Linked DNA regions of Gossypium hirsutum: regions 1 and 3 are each linked to region 2. The links are chromatin contacts, called in public Hi-C maps. All regions are on one chromosome and are shown on one strand. The core of a region is the stretch at or near the end of the contact, and the rest is flanking DNA. Distances in the headings are between cores, read along the strand shown. Region 1 holds the start of LOC107952072 (probable GABA transporter 2). Region 2 holds the start of LOC107952077 (long chain acyl-CoA synthetase 4). Region 3 holds the start of LOC107952070.

Region 1 (3,608 bases), core at 629-3,128, 300 kb after region 2:
ACCACTATATTATTGAATAAATTTACATTGAAAACATTGTAAGTAACTGGCCATTAAAAGTGTGTTTATCCTCTGTTTAACATTGGTAGGGCCTGAATTAAGCTTGATGTTAAAAATGTGTCGGATTCGGAGACACCTTCAGCACAACATTGAATACTTCACATGCATGTCAGTATGAAATCAAAACTAGTCAAATTATCTGCACTTCTGCTTCAAACAAGAAAAAGTGATGGCAGTCTGGACCAAGTATTGAATCCTGTTTATGTTTTTTTTTTTTCTTTTTCCCTACCAGGCTAACATAAGAACCTATAAACCAAGATTTGGAAGCAGGTCAATGGAGTCTGTACCTGCATTAATACAAGCACCAACCATAAGGAAAGTGTACCCCAAGCAGAGAATAAGGGAAGCAAAATTGATATGTCTGAGGGAATGGAAGGAAGGAAGTTGAGAGAGAACTATCATCACCACTGTCACCATTGCTATAAACTCATACAGCTTCAATGATCCATTTGGAGAAAGGTTTTCATACATGATCTTTCCAAAAACCAAAAACAGGCAAAATTAGAAAAACATAAAAGAATAGCAATAAATGACCCAATTTTACCCCATATTCAAGTCACATCTTCGAACTAGAGCTAGCCATTGGACCATGCTAGAAGATGGAAATTTAATTTTCAAATGTATTTGATGAGATCGAAGTTGCTATTATATGTCATATTCATAGCTCATATAACTTCCAAATGGAATTAATAGATGGATTGGAGGACCATACCTTGAGGCATTCCCCTGCAAGCAAAATTGCCCCTATGCCAACCCCTGTATTGATAGCGGTTTGGATGAATATAACAAAATAAAACATCCAACCAGACCCTGCATGAAACATTGTCGTCTCCTTTTAACATCTTTAACCACGGAACTAAACACTGGGTTCAGTTCTGTCCTAATTGCAAGAACTCTTTCAGAATCACCTATCCTAACCTATTAGGTAAAGACACGTATACAACTTGTATAATGTGAATTGCCAAAATCGAAATGGAAAAAAGTCAACCTTCTTTTTATTCTAGGAATGATATCATCGAACTTGGAATGTCACTGTAAGACAGTAATCATTTTCCATTAGTTTATATGTGATCCAACTTCTACGCTTTACAAAATCTAATAATTACTGAAAATGAATACCGAACCGCAAGCGAAAATGCAACCGGCTAACACGGAACGAATATTGCATGACCGAAATAAAGGAAAATTTATGTCGGTCGCTACCTAAAACGTCGGCGGCGAGTTCACGGAAGCGGATATGGCGGCGGCCGGCTTTTTCACAGTGCTCAAGCACCTTGGACATGAGATAGTAAGAGTAGAAAGTGACGCATCCTAAAACCGTTAAACATAAGAAACCCAGGCCCCAACCTAGTCCCCTGAACGCGTACGGCAGTGTCAGAATTGTCGGCCCCACTATTGCCGTCGTCAGATGAAACCCCGCATGCCACCACTTCCCTATAAAGAAAAAAAAAACGATTTGGTTATATCATGGCTTTATAATTTTGCTCTGATTCTGATTCTGATTCTTCACCTTTTGATTCAAGAACAAAGGTAGCTCCGGCATCAGAATCCAGGCGGAACTCCGGGAACGGGTCTCGTTCTGGAGGCTCCGCCATTAATTGTGCCTCTGAAAGAAGAAGAAGAAGAAGAAGGGTTAATTTATTATGGGAAGTAACGCACGGTAGCAACCACCACGTGGGGAAGGAGGACCCGATGAAGGGAGAGCTTAGCTTAGCCGCCCGAGGACGTAAAAGAATCCACTAAATTAGTGAACAAACATCATCATTCATCATACAAGGGGGTGATAGAATGTGTTCGTCTAAATATAAAATCAACAGGTCTTCAATGTTGCTTGTGGTTCTGTATTAATTCGTATGAGAAAATTACCTGACTGCCTACCCAAGTGTGAATTAAATATGGTGATAGGTAAGGGTTTTTTGGTCTTTTTATTTTCTCTATTTTCCTACAGCCTACCGGGAGTCGGCCATACAAGAAGTTTCCTTGGTTTCCGTGACTATGGAATTCGAGATCTTACAAAAACTAGTTGCATTTCTTTGGAACGTGGATCCTAAAATTTAGCCCTTATAAAAAATACATTTCCAAATAATTATATTATTTTATCAAAATTAAAATTAAAATTAAAATTAAAATAAATCTCAACATTATTCGCAATTAAATTTAAAACAATTAGAAAATTTTTATAATTAAATTAAAATCTTAAATTGTAGTTAGAAGTTGTATTACGAGGGAAAGTTTCTTCAAAAGAATTTAGGAAAGTGTTGATATCTAACTGTTTCAAACCAATATTTTAATTGTATAAATTTAAATATTTTTTAAAAATTATACTTTATTTTATTTATCTCTTTCAACTTTAATATATTATTTTTTATTTTCATATATGTAATTTAAATTGAGTTTCAATGAGTAATTGTTTATTATTAAGTTTATATATGATATCAATTGTTATAAAATATTATCTTTTTATAAAAATAAATTGTTGTGATTGTCAAAATATAATGTTTCCATTTTATTTTATAACAAATATTTTTATGCATTGTTTGTTTCACTAATATTAACTTTTACCAAATAATTTCAAGAAAATTTACTAAAAGATATCAATTTTTTCAAAAAGTTAATCCATTTTTCAAAAGTCATTTTCAATGAAACAAAGATAGCCTTAGAGATTAATCAAATTTTTTTCGAGTTTTGAATGGGATTGGTCTCGAGCTCGATCTAAATAGGTTTAGGGGGTTGATCATTGCAAAATCAAGCTTTCTTGAGCTTAGGTTTTTTTTTAGTTCCGATTTTTTCGAGCTTGGATTTTCTCAAGCTCATATTGGCTCGAGCTTACTTTGTTAACGCTACTTTTATATAATTATTTTATTGTTATTAATTATAGATTATAGATTGTAAAGGTCAAATTTTGCATCAGTTACAGGTTTAGTCCTTATACTATAATTTTCTCAATTTTAATCCATGTAAAACAATAGCATTTAAATTTATTAAGACTATCTATACTACGTATAACTCATCAATTTAGTTCCTATTCTTCTCAAATGTCATTCTTAACTCAATTGGTAGCCGTTTAAATCCTTTAACTACAATGATATGATTTTTTATATGTAAAAATAATAAGTCGACATAATATTACACATATAATAATATGCATGTTGTATAAGATTTAGTAAATAGTAAAAGTTAATTATTTTTTAAAATAAAATTTAACTAAAAAATTTTAATGTCTACCATTTGGATTTGGACTAATATTAAAAAACTCAAAAAATATAAGGATTGAAATTAACAAATTAAAATATAAAAATTGAATCTACAACTTATATATAATATAAAAGAATAATAGTAAAATTTAAATTTTTTTTATAAATATAGATGTTTACTATTTAACAAAAATGCAATAGAAATACTTGTATTACCAAATTTAATTATTTATACATGTCGACATGATTTAAAAGTAAATATATATATATATATATATATATTGGTGGTGGGTTTGGACAACAATGCCGAATCAAAAATAATGCTTTATCAATGCCGCCCTCAATAAAGCAAAT
Region 2 (3,650 bases), core at 761-3,260:
GCCGATGATCCGATTTGAGCCTTGGGAGATGATTCATTGAGCAGTTTGGGAAATCTAAAAGCCACATATCATTGTAAACGGCTCTATCAAGTCTCTTAAAGATCTCACCTTTTTGCCAAGTGAAAACAGATCCTTAGAAACCAATATCATAAAGCTATGCAGTCTCTACAAAATTGTCGAAAGCAGAACACCTTTTCCCTTCTCTCCGCCCTCCCTTCTTCTCACTAATTGAAAGAATGACATTGAAATCCCTTATTGCCATCCATGGAACATATGAAGTTGGTATTATAGAATACAGACCTTCTCTTTTGCTTATTTGGGCTTCCATAAACAAAATAAACTAATATTGATCTTTGGAAGGAGTTATTGAAAATCCGAATTAGAACAAATTGAAAGTGACTGCAAACCACTTCAACTCTAATAGAATCCTTCCACCCAATTCAAATACTCTCGAAAAAACTAATAGCCTCAATCAGATAAGAAAATTGAAAATCCAGATTAGCAATAATCACATCAGTTTTACCACCACTGACTCTCGTGTCAAGCAATCCCACAATATTATAAACATCTTTAAAAAAATAATTTTAAGTTGGCATGTTTTAAATGATGATAAATGGATAATGTTTTTACTTGACACATCAACATTTTATGTAGTTCATAATTTAATTAAAAATTATTATTTATAGAAATAAATGTTCTAAACAAAAAATAATAATTATAAATTGATGTTAAAATTATACAAAATCCTTATGAAAGCTGTTGATAATTTTATGATATTACAATAAAAGTTACAAGGACTTAAATAATAAGGAACATTGAAAAAAAATAATTTATATTTTGAAATTGATAATATATCTTTTTAATTATAAAAATGTAATAAATACTTTTAAACATTAAATACATTTAAATATTCAAAAAATAAGTTATTTAAAATGCTAAAAAATATTTTTTCAATTTTAAAACATATTAATGTTTAATTTTGAATATTAAAAAAAGGTAATTAGATTATTTTAAAAATATTAAAAAAATTCAAATTCAAATATTTAAATTTGTTATATCCCATATTACCATCTTTCTTATTGATAGTTAATTTGATTTTTTTGTTTAAATTAATATTAAAATTAAAAAGTTAATTAAAAATATTTTTTCGAATAAAATTAATATATATTAAATATTATGCATTCTTAACTTATACAATTATTATTTATCTTTTAACTTTTCAATATATGTAAAATTTGAACTATTTCTTAGTAAATAAATATAATATAACAAAAATTAAATTAATACATTCCATTGAATGGATAAAAAAATCAATTCAAATATAATACTATCTTCAATAAGTGCCGAAGTCCAAATATAAAAAAAAAATTGAGAAATAAGAAAAAATTACAAAAAAATATTTTGATAAATAATAAAATAAAAAAAGTAATATTTGAGAAAAAACCTCCAATCGTGAGCCCAGCTTATCAAAAACTAAAATCTAATACGAACTGAACTGTCTGACACACCACAGATCCAAAGTGGTCCTTCTTTGACCTTTTAATTTTGCTCTTCTCCTGTACAAAGTTGGAACTAGTTTTAAAAGTAGAACCCTAATAATTATAATTTAAATAAAGAATTGGTTATTATTATTTTTAAAAATTTTAAATTTATTTTTATTATTAATAAAATTTACTTAATTTATAATTATAAACTTTGACTTAAATTATTTGAAAATAAATGAAATGTTAAATTATGTGATTTTCAAAGCCCTAAATATTTTATTAGCAGAAAATTATATAAATATTTTAATTTTATTAAATAAATTTAACTGGATAATAAATAAAAATTAAAAATAAATTGATTTATTTAGTACATATTACTTTAATTCATACAAAATTTGAGTAATATATATATTTTATTAATATTACAGTATAAATACTTGCCCAAGCTTAAAAAAAAAATAAAAATTAATAATAAAAAAGAAACAGCGTTCTTACCGGTCACCTACAGCCACCTAATAATTAGGCGCTATATATTTTCTCAAGATTCTTCTCCACATTTCACTCTCAGAGCCCTCCATATATATTGAGAGCTGTAAGAGAGAATATATAAAAGGGAAAGCTAGCTAAGGATCGTTTGATTTTGGACATTTTGATCAAATGGCTGGAAATAATTTTGTAATAGAGGTAGAGAAAGGTAAAGACGCCAGCGATGGACAGCCGTCGATCGGTCCTGTTTATCGCAGTTCTTTCGCTGCTAATGGATTCCCTGCTCCGATTCCTGGAATGGAGAGTTGCTGGGACATTTTCCGGTTCGTTTTTAGCTTTCTCTTTTTTACTTTAAGCTTCTTGCTTGGCTGCTAAGAAAATAAGGAAACTAGGAGAAGATTTGACTTCTTCTATTCTTTGCTTTGATTTCAGATGGCTTTCGAAATAGTTGCCATTTTTTTTGAATTTTTACTTCCCCTTTTTTAAGTTGAGTAGATTTTTCTTTTAATTTGTTGGCTGTGTTATTTTTTTATTTCGCGCCGAAGTGGCGATGAAATCGAGAAACGTATTTTTAAGGATCCTATGAGAAAATTATATGCAGATCGAAACGCCTAATATTTGAAACTATTGAATTTTAACGCTCACACAGAGCAAGAATCGAGTTACTGGTATTTCCATTCTTATAGCTGAAAGATCGATGGCTTTCATTCAACTCAATGTAAAACTGTGAAATAAATTGTTTAATAGTAGTAATTATTTTGGTTTTGATGCTTCTGTCATGTGGAGATTAAAATATTGCCTCCTTATAACTTAGCTGAATCGTAGATACGGGCTGATTGAACTTGCTAACTAACTGTATGACAACTCCTATTTACGAAAAAGTAATGTTTTATTTGAGGATGATGATTTCGATTTCATTTTCTCCTTGCAGTATGTCAGTTGAGAAATATCCTGACAACCGTATGCTTGGTCGCCGACAGATTGTGGATGGGAAAGTATGTTGCTGCTGCAGTTTCCTTTTTTCTTGTTACTTTTGCGTTCTGTTTGTAGTGCTGCCTTTGACTTTTAGTTCATGTATCTAAATTGACCTGCTTTGATTGCAGGCTGGAAAATACGTGTGGCAAACTTACAGAGAAGTTTATGACATTGTAATAAAAGTTGGGAATTCCATCCGAAGTTGTGATGTTGTGGAAGTAATGCTTTAACTTCTTTTTCTCTTTTTAATTGTAAAATTATTGTCAATTTTTTTTATAACAAATATACTATTTCTGGGGTCAATATCCACCCACAATTGATGCGTTTTTAAAAAAAATAATGTTAAGCTTTCTATTCTTGCTTACAGGGAGGAAAGTGTGGTATTTATGGTGCCAATTGCCCAGAATGGATAATAAGCATGGAGGTATGATCATTCTGGCATGTTTCATCTGATTTGCACAGTGGACATCTCAAGTTACTTAGATGTCGCTATAACTTGTTTCTTTGGATCATACTATTTGCTACCAGATTGCTTGTTGCCCGAAATGTTTACTAATGTTGCAAGGTTGATACAGGCCTGCAACGCTCATGGACTCTATTGTGTTCCTTTATATGACACTTTAGGTATTTCTTCTTGAGATCCAACAAAAGCATTCTTTCAGTTTTTGCCAAACAACTACCTTTCTCAAACAGCCATCTTATGTG
Region 3 (3,682 bases), core at 895-3,394, 350 kb after region 2:
GCCTTTCATTCTTGATGTTACCATTAGATCTTGAGAAATCTCTAAAGCTTTTCTTTATAAGACCTAAAAATGATCTGCTCCCCTTGTGGAGTTTCAGCTGGTTTTGTTCTTTGCTTCCTTCCAAAGAGTCTCGAGATGAACTTGAACTCCGACATCTATTGAAAGAAACTTCCGCCTCAGTTGTCCCCCGCAGTGAATTTTTTCCGGAAACAGCTTGAGAAGCACTTTTCACTAGGATAACATTCTCTTGATGTTCTGGTTTAGTCCTATCCCGAAAAGGTAAACTTGAAACTGTTGTGGAAATATCGGAACTAAACGGAAGCTCGGAAGAGCCTGGTGAATCTCTCCAATCAATGACATTAGGAGGACTCTGATCTTCCTTTGAAATTTGTTGGATGGTGCCACCAGCATTAAAACATCCATTAGACGCTTCTTCGGCTTCAGTAGGTGTTTGCTTGAGATTTCCAGGGACAGAAATAATCAGTCCCTTCTTCCTCATTTCAAACACAATCACAGTGGAACAAGCACCACATTGTAATCTCTGCTCATTGTCCATCATTTTCCTGAATTTTCTAGGCAATTTTAACAGTTCCAAGCAATTATAGCATGTTATAAATGGAGCACCACTGGCTATAGGGTGACAAAGCCGATTCTTCCTTTCGGTTAGCACTACCTTTCTAATACATCTTCGACCAAAATCATCAATATCCGAACCGATGTCACTTGGCCATAAGTGCACCGGTGTATCTTCAAAGTTTGATTGAGGTCTAGGTAGATAGTGTTGCCCAACTCTGTTAGAACTCACATAATGATTCGAAGTAGAATTGCAAGGGTCTTTCAAAGAACCTCTGTTGCCAAAAGCAGCTGGTGTAACTCGCAAAGGGCCTTTCCGGTTTTTGTCATAGCAATATAAACATGAGCATGCAGTGAGGTGATACAAGGCTTCCTCTTGATTCATATATGATGCAAGATGATGCTCATAGCCATAAGTCCTTTGCTGAGGGTGAGGACGAGCATGCTTCGAAACTGAATGGTAGTTTCCATAGAAGTTCACCACATTTTCATCATTATTCATTGAATAATGATACTGTCCAGACCGAAGATGAGCCGAAGACATCCCAATAGAACTACCAAGATGGTCAGTTGAGTCCATCTTGTTATAACTCGGAACCAGTTCCCTAGGTCTCTGGGGCATATCATGAGACCTACTCAGTTGATCCTTTAACTCATCCAGCTTCTTAAGCACCTGAGCTCGATCCTTCTCGAAATTTCGAACCCCATTAGGCACATCTAGACATTCAAATCCCTTCACTGGTTTACAGTAGCCATAGGCTGAAGCAGACCTATAACTTGAAGGTCCCTCATCTATTGCTTCCAGGCTCCTTTTGTAAAACCCTCCAAACCCATCTCTATCCACACCTTTCAACCTCAAAGACCTACTCAAGTTATCTAATCTGGGCGAGTAAACCCCAAATTTGCTCTCCCTACTTGAATTAACAGATCTAGACCTGTTAATGTTCAAATCATGATGATCATGCCTTTGATGAGCCCAATTATTCATTGGATTCTTTGATTGTGACATATAATCATCAACATATCCATCTCTTTTCTCGATTCTACCAGGATTAAGCCTATGTTCCCTCACATTACTCACCTGTTCTTTCTTCTTTGCTGTATTTTCAAAGAAAAGCAGCAAATTTCTCTCAGATACAGTCTATCTAATTGCAGAGAAACCAACATAATAAAAAGTTTAAAACTGTTAAAGGAGAATTCTAACCTTGAAGAACAGCACCACAAGAACCACACTTGAAGAAAGAATACCGAGGAAGCTCCTTTATAAGACTATCACACCTCAGGCAACGAACTAACCGAGCTTTTGATTCTTCAGCCATTGAAAAACAAAACTAAAAGATCCCAAAAGAGATAAACCAAGCTTTAGGTATCTTAATTTTGGCTTCAAAATTGTGTTTTTGAGAGACGACTAATGTTTAAAAAGTCAAAGAATCTGTGTTTCATGGTAAAAGACTAAAGCAGAAGTTTGGAGGGAAAGAAAAAAATACAAAAAGTCACAATCTGTAGTTTCAGTGGTGGGTTTAGTCGTTAGAAGAAGGGGGCCCAAAACGATGACGTGTCGAAGTTTCTTTGGAAAAGGCTGCCATGGAAGAGCAAACCTGGCTTTCTTTGGTTCGAAGAAAGTAATTCAATGGGTCTGAGACTGACATGATTTGTTTTCGAAGAAGAAATCAACGTTTACCATTGAAGTATTGAACTGATCCTACACAAATTTTGAAGTATACCCATTTTTTTTAATTTTGTACTTAAATATTTTTTTCATCAATTTAATACCAAAAGTATGCCTCCTTTTTACTTATTTTTGATACACCACATGTTTGACTTCATGTAAAAAACAAATATTTTTTTATTAAATATATATATACATTTAAAAAATACAAAAAATAGAAAAAAAATATAAATTATAGAAAATTTATAATAAAATAAGATAACTGAAAAGGAATTAATTGGAATTAATAATATTATTACAAGAATTTTTAAAAGAAATTGTAAAAATTATAAAAATAATTTTTTTTATGAAATTATACTTAAATTTCAAGATTTCTTTGTAATTACTTGAAATTTAAATATATTTTTTAAATTTTTATAACAATTTCAATTGTTATATATTATTTTGTATTATATATAATTTTTTTTTACTTTTTTTAATCAATATAATATATATAATATTAAAAAAAACATGTGACATATTCTAATAGTGACATATGCTAGACCAACACTCGATCAACTCGGTCAATGGTTGATCAAAGTTAACAGTGTTTTTTAATATTTAAATATTTAATATTATAGTTTTTTATTTTTTAATTTAAATTTAATATTTTAATTTAAATAAATCTAATTGCCACATGGAATTTTTTCATTGATCAAGAACAAGTTATGTGGCACTTTTCCATTGGCCAAAGTGGCCTAACGGTAGTTACCAAATAGATTGAAAATAGAGGAAATTGATACTTTAAGTATCAAATTGTAAAAATAAAAATAAAAATTAAGTACAAAAGTGGCAAAATGGGTATACATCTGGAGCTAAATCATGAATTTAGCCAAAACTTAAAATAGAAGTTGTATCACATTTAGTAATTGGTCAAATTTTTGTTATTAGTCTCTATATTATGAGTAAGTTATATATCTAGTCTTTAAATTTTATTTTAGTCAATTTTAATCATTATACTTTTCAAATTTTGAAATTTTAATCTTGACTCAAATGATAATAGTTAAATAAATTAGGTTAAATCTTGCTATTAGTCCCACATTAATTGTGTGGTTTAGTTCATGTTCTTCAATTTAATCTTTTTTAGTCCCTATACTTAACGAATTTTGAAATTTTAATCTTAACTCAAATGGTAGCAATTAAATTTGTTAATTAAAAATAAGCTTGGTTTTTTGTAAGTATTATGTGAAAATTATGAGTTAAAATTGTATTACACGTGTGATAAAATGTTTGAGGTAAATTTTTTTAAAAATAGTATAATTTAAATTAATAATTTTTTATATATACTTTATGTCTGTTTTACGGTCTATGTTCGGGTCCGTGATTATCCCTCCTAACAATATGGTCTTGACATTAGACCATCCATAAGGTGAAATCAGAAAGCAAAGATGAGGCAATTAG

Evidence for each region. A called contact is a pair of places that touch in the nucleus more often than the background predicts.
Region 1: a contact with region 2 is called in a Hi-C map of callus, with 5 times the contacts expected there. The contact joins the promoter of LOC107952072 here to the promoter of LOC107952077 in region 2. A contact is called at or near these places in 2 of 34 Hi-C or Micro-C datasets (callus and leaf).
Region 3: a contact with region 2 is called in a Hi-C map of leaf, with 2.6 times the contacts expected there. The contact joins the promoter of LOC107952070 here to the promoter of LOC107952077 in region 2. A contact is called at or near these places in 2 of 34 Hi-C or Micro-C datasets (both in leaf).

What each region holds. Positions count from the first base shown.
Region 1 is chrA02:47,162,464-47,166,071 of Gossypium_hirsutum_v2.1, forward strand. It overlaps LOC107952072 (probable GABA transporter 2), which reads right to left and starts at 1,879. Exons shown (of 7, transcript XM_016887319.2): 1 at 1,571-1,879; 2 at 1,264-1,494; 3 at 773-816; 4 at 348-534. The coding sequence starts at 1,655.
Region 2 is chrA02:46,858,202-46,861,851 of Gossypium_hirsutum_v2.1, forward strand. It overlaps LOC107952077 (long chain acyl-CoA synthetase 4), which reads left to right and starts at 2,011. Exons shown (of 19, transcript XM_016887322.2): 1 at 2,011-2,293; 2 at 2,902-2,965; 3 at 3,074-3,163; 4 at 3,313-3,369; 5 at 3,521-3,569. The coding sequence starts at 2,142.
Region 3 is chrA02:47,203,576-47,207,257 of Gossypium_hirsutum_v2.1, forward strand. It overlaps LOC107952070, which reads right to left and starts at 2,145. Exons shown (of 5, transcript XM_041085628.1): 1 at 1,778-2,145; 2 at 1-1,671. The coding sequence starts at 1,892.